Linked DNA regions of Mus musculus: region 2 is linked to region 1. Evidence: chromatin contacts called from public HiChIP or PLAC-seq data. All regions are on one chromosome and are shown on one strand. Each heading gives the region's core, a stretch centred on a gene start, on an enhancer-like site or on the middle of the called end of the contact. The rest is flanking DNA. Distances are from core to core; before and after follow the strand shown. Region 1 holds the start of AI463170 (expressed sequence AI463170). Region 2 holds the start of Gpx2 (glutathione peroxidase 2).

Evidence for each region. HiChIP or PLAC-seq counts read pairs in DNA pulled down with a chosen protein or histone mark.
Region 2: a contact with region 1 is called in an H3K27ac HiChIP or PLAC-seq map of embryonic stem cells, with 3 times the contacts expected there. The contact joins the promoter of Gpx2 here to the promoter of AI463170 in region 1. A contact is called at or near these places in 9 of 39 promoter capture datasets (the SN4741 cell line, cranial neural crest, embryonic stem cells and 4 more), 1 of 484 Hi-C or Micro-C datasets (liver), 2 of 115 datasets of contacts at active chromatin or transcription factors (both in embryonic stem cells) and 1 of 9 other capture datasets (liver).

The regions. Positions count from the first base shown.
Region 1 is chr12:76,546,590-76,549,227 of GRCm38.p6, reverse strand. AI463170 (expressed sequence AI463170) reads left to right here and starts at 1,303. Exons shown (of 3, transcript NR_046044.1): 1 at 1,303-1,526; 2 at 1,737-1,852; 3 at 2,057-2,256. All of the region lies in intron 1 of Plekhg3 (pleckstrin homology domain containing, family G (with RhoGef domain) member 3), which reads right to left.
Region 2 is chr12:76,794,253-76,796,890 of GRCm38.p6, reverse strand. Gpx2 (glutathione peroxidase 2) reads left to right here and starts at 1,337. Exons shown (of 2, transcript NM_030677.2): 1 at 1,337-1,737. The coding sequence starts at 1,516.

The DNA of each region.
Region 1 (2,638 bases), core at 54-2,553:
CAGGACAGCTGGAGCAGCAAGGCCTGGGAAGCAGGGCCTGGGAGCACCTGACTTGCTTTGTGAGAAAGGACAACCAGGGCAGATCTGGAGGATCAAGCAACAGAGACAGGTGGAAACAGGCCCCAGGTGATGAGATGGGAGAATATGCCCTCAAAAGGCACCACTTGAGACTCAGACTGCAGCTCAGGTGCCCACGGGGCCAAGATGTGTTTGAAAGGAAGGTAGAGACCCAGGACCTGCAGACATTCCACAGCTGATATCTAGGGAGTGAGGTAGGGAGTGAGGTGGGGGCTTGGGGGGAGTACCCCAGAGATCACTCCACAGAAAGGAGTTAAGATCTACCCCGACTCACGCACAGAGGGAAGATGCGTGACCCAAAAATCAAGGTGACTCGAAGCAATGTGTAAATTAGGTGTTTCAGGAAGGCAGGAAGAGCTGGGATGTTGTCCAGTTGCTAAAGTGCTTGCCTGAAGGAAAGATTGAGTTTGATAGCTAGTACTACATAAAAACCAGAGGTGGAAACAAAAGACTGGAGGTTCAAAGCTATTCTTAGCTACACAGGGAGTGTGTGTCCAGTTTGGGCTGTATGTGACCTTTCTAGAATGGGGTAGAGGTAGGGTTGAAAGGGACTGTAAGAGCCATCACCCAAACAGCTTAATGCAATTCCTCCTTACCTGAGGCTATTATCCAACAGGGACCACTGAGGTTCCAGTCTTAGCTGGAGGGGAATCTCCCTCTAGGAATAGGGGCTTATAGCTCTCATCTGGGCGGAGGAAGGGTCCATATGAATCTTAACATCAAAGGGATACCCCCCACCCCATCTTTTACCTTTCTTTCCCACACTTGTCAGAAGTGGGGGGTGAGGCTGCCAGCACGGTATCTCCCTCAGTCTTGGCTCCTTCCTAATTCTAAGCATGAGCCTCCAGGTACAGAAACAACCGTACAAGACACGCTCTCTCCTGGACTGATGTAGTTAAAACACCAACTTCCTCCTCCGTGGCTTCTCCACAATCCACCCCTACTTCTGCCCGGGCCTCCACCAGGACCATACGATCCTAGCCCAGAGGCTAGGGGAGTGGCTTTTCCAAGGCAGACCTTAGGGATTTGCACACAAGTGTAAATCCTCACAGACAGGCAGATCGTCAAATCCAGCGCCTCACCCTGCGGTGCCTGCCGCAGCTCTGAAAGCCACTCCACCCACAACACCTGCTCCCATCCCCCAGTCCCTCACACCCTGGCTAAGAGGCCTCAGCCAGACAGGCCTAAAGGAAACTCATCCAACCAGTTTCCAGCAGAGAGAGAGGAAACTTCTCCCTCAGCGAGGAGCACACAAAGACCAGAATTTCGACAGTTCCCTCACCTGTTACCAAACCCCAGAGGCTACAGAGTACACAGGGCACGGCAGCTCCGGTGGCAGTCCACTCCATGAAGAGGGAGGCCTTGACACACAAGAGAAAGAAGTAGTGAAGTCTGAGCAAGGATCTGCCCCCGGCTCCCTGCACCTGCCTCCTAGAGCTACACAGATGGTAGGTGCTGGCTCCACCCGGCCTGACACCCATTAGGGTATCCAGGACCCACTTGTTACCTCCCCTACCAATGGTGCCGCTTGATTTCATCTAGAACAATCAACATCACCACCCCCTGTGGATTCTGGGAAAAAGACACTGTTTTCCCATTATGCATGTGTGTATGTATGCGTGTATGGGGACAGTGTGATCACACAGGACCTTCTCTAGCCACCCATCCGTGAATGTTGAGAGAAGACCTCTGAAGTCCCCAAGCAAAGCACTCCAAAAGCCACAGAGCTGTCTGCGAGTCACATGGCCAAACCTACTGGAAGCACCCAGGCAAGGTAAATAGAAGTCACTTTTCTACACTGAACCCGGTGTGGTCCTCCATTTCTGAACCTCCAGGGGAGCCTCAAAAGCCCTGGGCCACAAGCCTGTGGCTGCTCATGTTCCCCAGAGGTTGCCAGGCGAGGTTCAGAGTCCCAGCTGCACCCCACTCAGCCACCCTTGGCCGGGTCTCAGAGGCTACCTACCGCTTTCCTCAAAAGGGCTCCCATCCCAACACAGAGAGCAGTCCCGGGAAGGTGGCCAGGGACTGGGGAGCGGCATTCTCTCCGGAGTTCGGCAGCCCAGCAGTTAACAGGCTCGGGCTGGGCAAGCAACGAACTGCCACCAACAACCTCGGGAATTAAAGCGCCCGCTGCCTCCTGCTGAAACCTCTTCAATAAACGGTCCTATTCAGAACCAGTTCCGCGTGTGGGTCACACTTGCTGCATTTCTCTCATTCCTGATTGCTGGGGGGCCTTAGCCATGAAAATGTACCTTCCCCGCAAAACTTAGAAGGCTCCGGATGGGGGAGGACCCAGGCCCCAGCCCCAGGAGGTAAGCACCTTGCAGAAGAAGACCACAAATCTCTCCAGAGATTAAGCACATGGGGTACTAAGTGCAGGAAGTCAAACACTGAAGACTCAAACAAAGCCAGATCAGTCAACAACACAACAATACTCCATTTGTGGGGCACCTCCCCCACTCAGGCCCTCGAAGCCTGAGGCTATTAACCCTTCGGTCCTCGAGGCTGCAAGTTGGAAGGTGGGACACAGGTGGACAGCAGAATTATCCCTGCTTTTCTG
Region 2 (2,638 bases), core at 88-2,587, 250 kb before region 1:
AAAGCATCCTTCTCTCTGGAAGCCCCGGGTGCTGGAGGAAGCTCTAGAGGGCGGAGGAACCTGGCAGGTTACTATCAAGTTCTTATTTACACCATTGCCAAGTCCCTCTGACTCTGTAGCTTGGTAGCAATAGTCACTGGCTGTGCCTAGGGATTCTGTCATGCCCTCAGAAGAATTAAGTTCTTGCCACCATTTATGGCATCGAAAGACTCCATTCCCACTTGGATAATGGAAACTTGTTCTTAGGGAGCTGTCAGACAATGAGCTCCACACCCTTAAACAAGCTATGCAGCAGAAGTGAAGGCACTCCCGGGAAGTAGTTTCTTTGTCTCCCAACAAATCAGATCCGGAAGGCTGGGTGCCACTCTTGCTGACTCTCTTCTAGGAGACAGCTCTCACTGGATAGGAAAACATTTGCCTTATTAAAATAGCCAGGATAAACCCAATGGTTAGTTTTACTGATGGGGGAAATCAAGGGTTTCTGAAAAGTTCCTGATTCAGTTAGCTCATGCTTGGACCGTGGAGTGGCATTATGGTCTTTTCAGCTGCTGAGCTCCCAAGAGTGGGCTCCGATGACAGCCCTCAGCAGGCCAGAGATCGCCCATCATACATGGCTGGCTTTGAGGATGTCTTAGTGGCCTACCTGGAACCGCAGCTGCTTTGCCTTCCTGCATGTCACCTCCTGTGAGGAGAGGGTCACACATTCACACAAGCCTCCTCCAAAAAGTCTCAGAGACTGAACCTGTCTGAGAGGGAGATAGGTACAGTTGTCTACCCAGAATTTTACCATCCATTCTGAGGGTCCTGATCACTAAGTCAGCAAGGACTCCATCCTCATGACTGGCTTGGGAATGGAGAGCGGAGGTGGATGTCCTAATGTAGGACATGCTACAGTACAGGGACAAAGACCCCAGTGTTCTCCAGGACAAGGAACATCATTCACTAAAAGGCTTCCTAAGACAAACACATCTTCGTCCCTCTGCCTGGTGCAAACTGAGGCACTGGAAAACAACACACTCTCCTCCCAAGGGTCCCTTTGATTCCACTTGAGAATTCAGACCCAAGCATATCTTGTCTCCCACAACTCAGAGACTGATGCTCTAATAAATGTGTTGAGACAGATGTCTGTGCCAGGCAAAATCAACTTGCTGGGGCAAGCAGAAGTCAATCTTGCATCCTCCCTCCCTTCTTTCCTCCCCACTTGACCTTTATGGCTCTGGTTTCCAGCAAGGAGTGAATTATTCACATCTGCTCACAGATATCAAATTGGCCCTTTCCAGGTTGCCAGTGGGGTGGGGCAGAAGGTGGCTTTGTTCAGTGGCAGTAAGTGGGAGGAGCTACAGCCTTGTTCAAACAGTTCACAGGTGGGTACCTGTTTTTTGCTAAGTCATCCCGGGAATGCTCAAAGGCCCTTTGTGAAGTCCTTTCGGTCTTCTCCGGCTCCTCCTTTCTTCCCACCGGTCTAAAGGACTTAAGGAGGCTCACAGAGCAGGGCAGGGCTCACTGCTCTTCAGCATGGCTTACATTGCCAAGTCGTTCTACGATCTCAGTGCCGTTGGCCTGGATGGGGAGAAGATAGACTTCAATACGTTCAGAGGCAGGGCTGTGCTGATTGAGAATGTGGCGTCACTCTGAGGAACAACTACCCGGGACTACAACCAGCTCAATGAGCTGCAATGTCGCTTTCCCAGGCGCCTGGTAGTTCTCGGCTTCCCTTGCAACCAGTTCGGACATCAGGTGAGGAGTTCCTTGGGTTCTATCCAAGGAGTTGATGGACAGAGCTTGAGTGGAAGAAAGGGTTGAGTGTGTCTTGGGATATCTGGACTTGAAGGGCATGCTGCATCAATTGAGGTCTAGGTGAATGTAAAACATCACAGGGAAGAAGTAGATATGGTCTAAGAGTAAGCATTGAGGGTGTGCCTTTTAGTACTGTCTTTCCAAAATGAGGGTTGCTTCCAGGTCTCTCCACTGTGTCTTTGAGTACTTCATTAGTTACTTGTTGAACAAATGAGTGGAGAAAATAGGTTAAGAATCACTACGTTGGCATGGAGGGACATTCCTGTACTCCTAGGATTGATGTGAGTTTGGCACTAACCTGGGCTTACCAGCAAGGTCTCAAAAAAATCACTGTGCATACAGCTCAGTGGGTAGATTACTTGCCCAGCCTATGTGAAACCATGGGTTTGATCCTAAGTGTTGCATAAGCCAGCTGTGATAGCTTACCTCTAATCCCAGCACTTGGAAGATGGAGACAGGAAGGTCAGAAATTCAAGGTGATCCCCTGACTATAGCAAATATGAACCTGAAGAACTCGTCTTAGACAAACAATTGGGATTGAGATGTCGGTGACTTGGGAGTCCTTACTTAGTTCCGGTTGCCTTGGTTCAATGCTTTAATGGCTCTGAGACCATTGAGAGAGGTGGCTTAGTTTTCTGTTTGAGTTTCCACATGTGTTGGTTTAATAGAAGTTGACTTAGCTCATAAGTTTACTGTGAGGCTCATGGCATAAGACACATGAAAAGTAAGGAGAGAGATGTGGAAATAGTGTGCGAGTATTATTTAAAGGCTTGTTTCTAATCAGCAAGCTGGAAAAGGAATATGGGAGAAGGGAAAGGTCCGAAGCGTGCACTCACCTCCT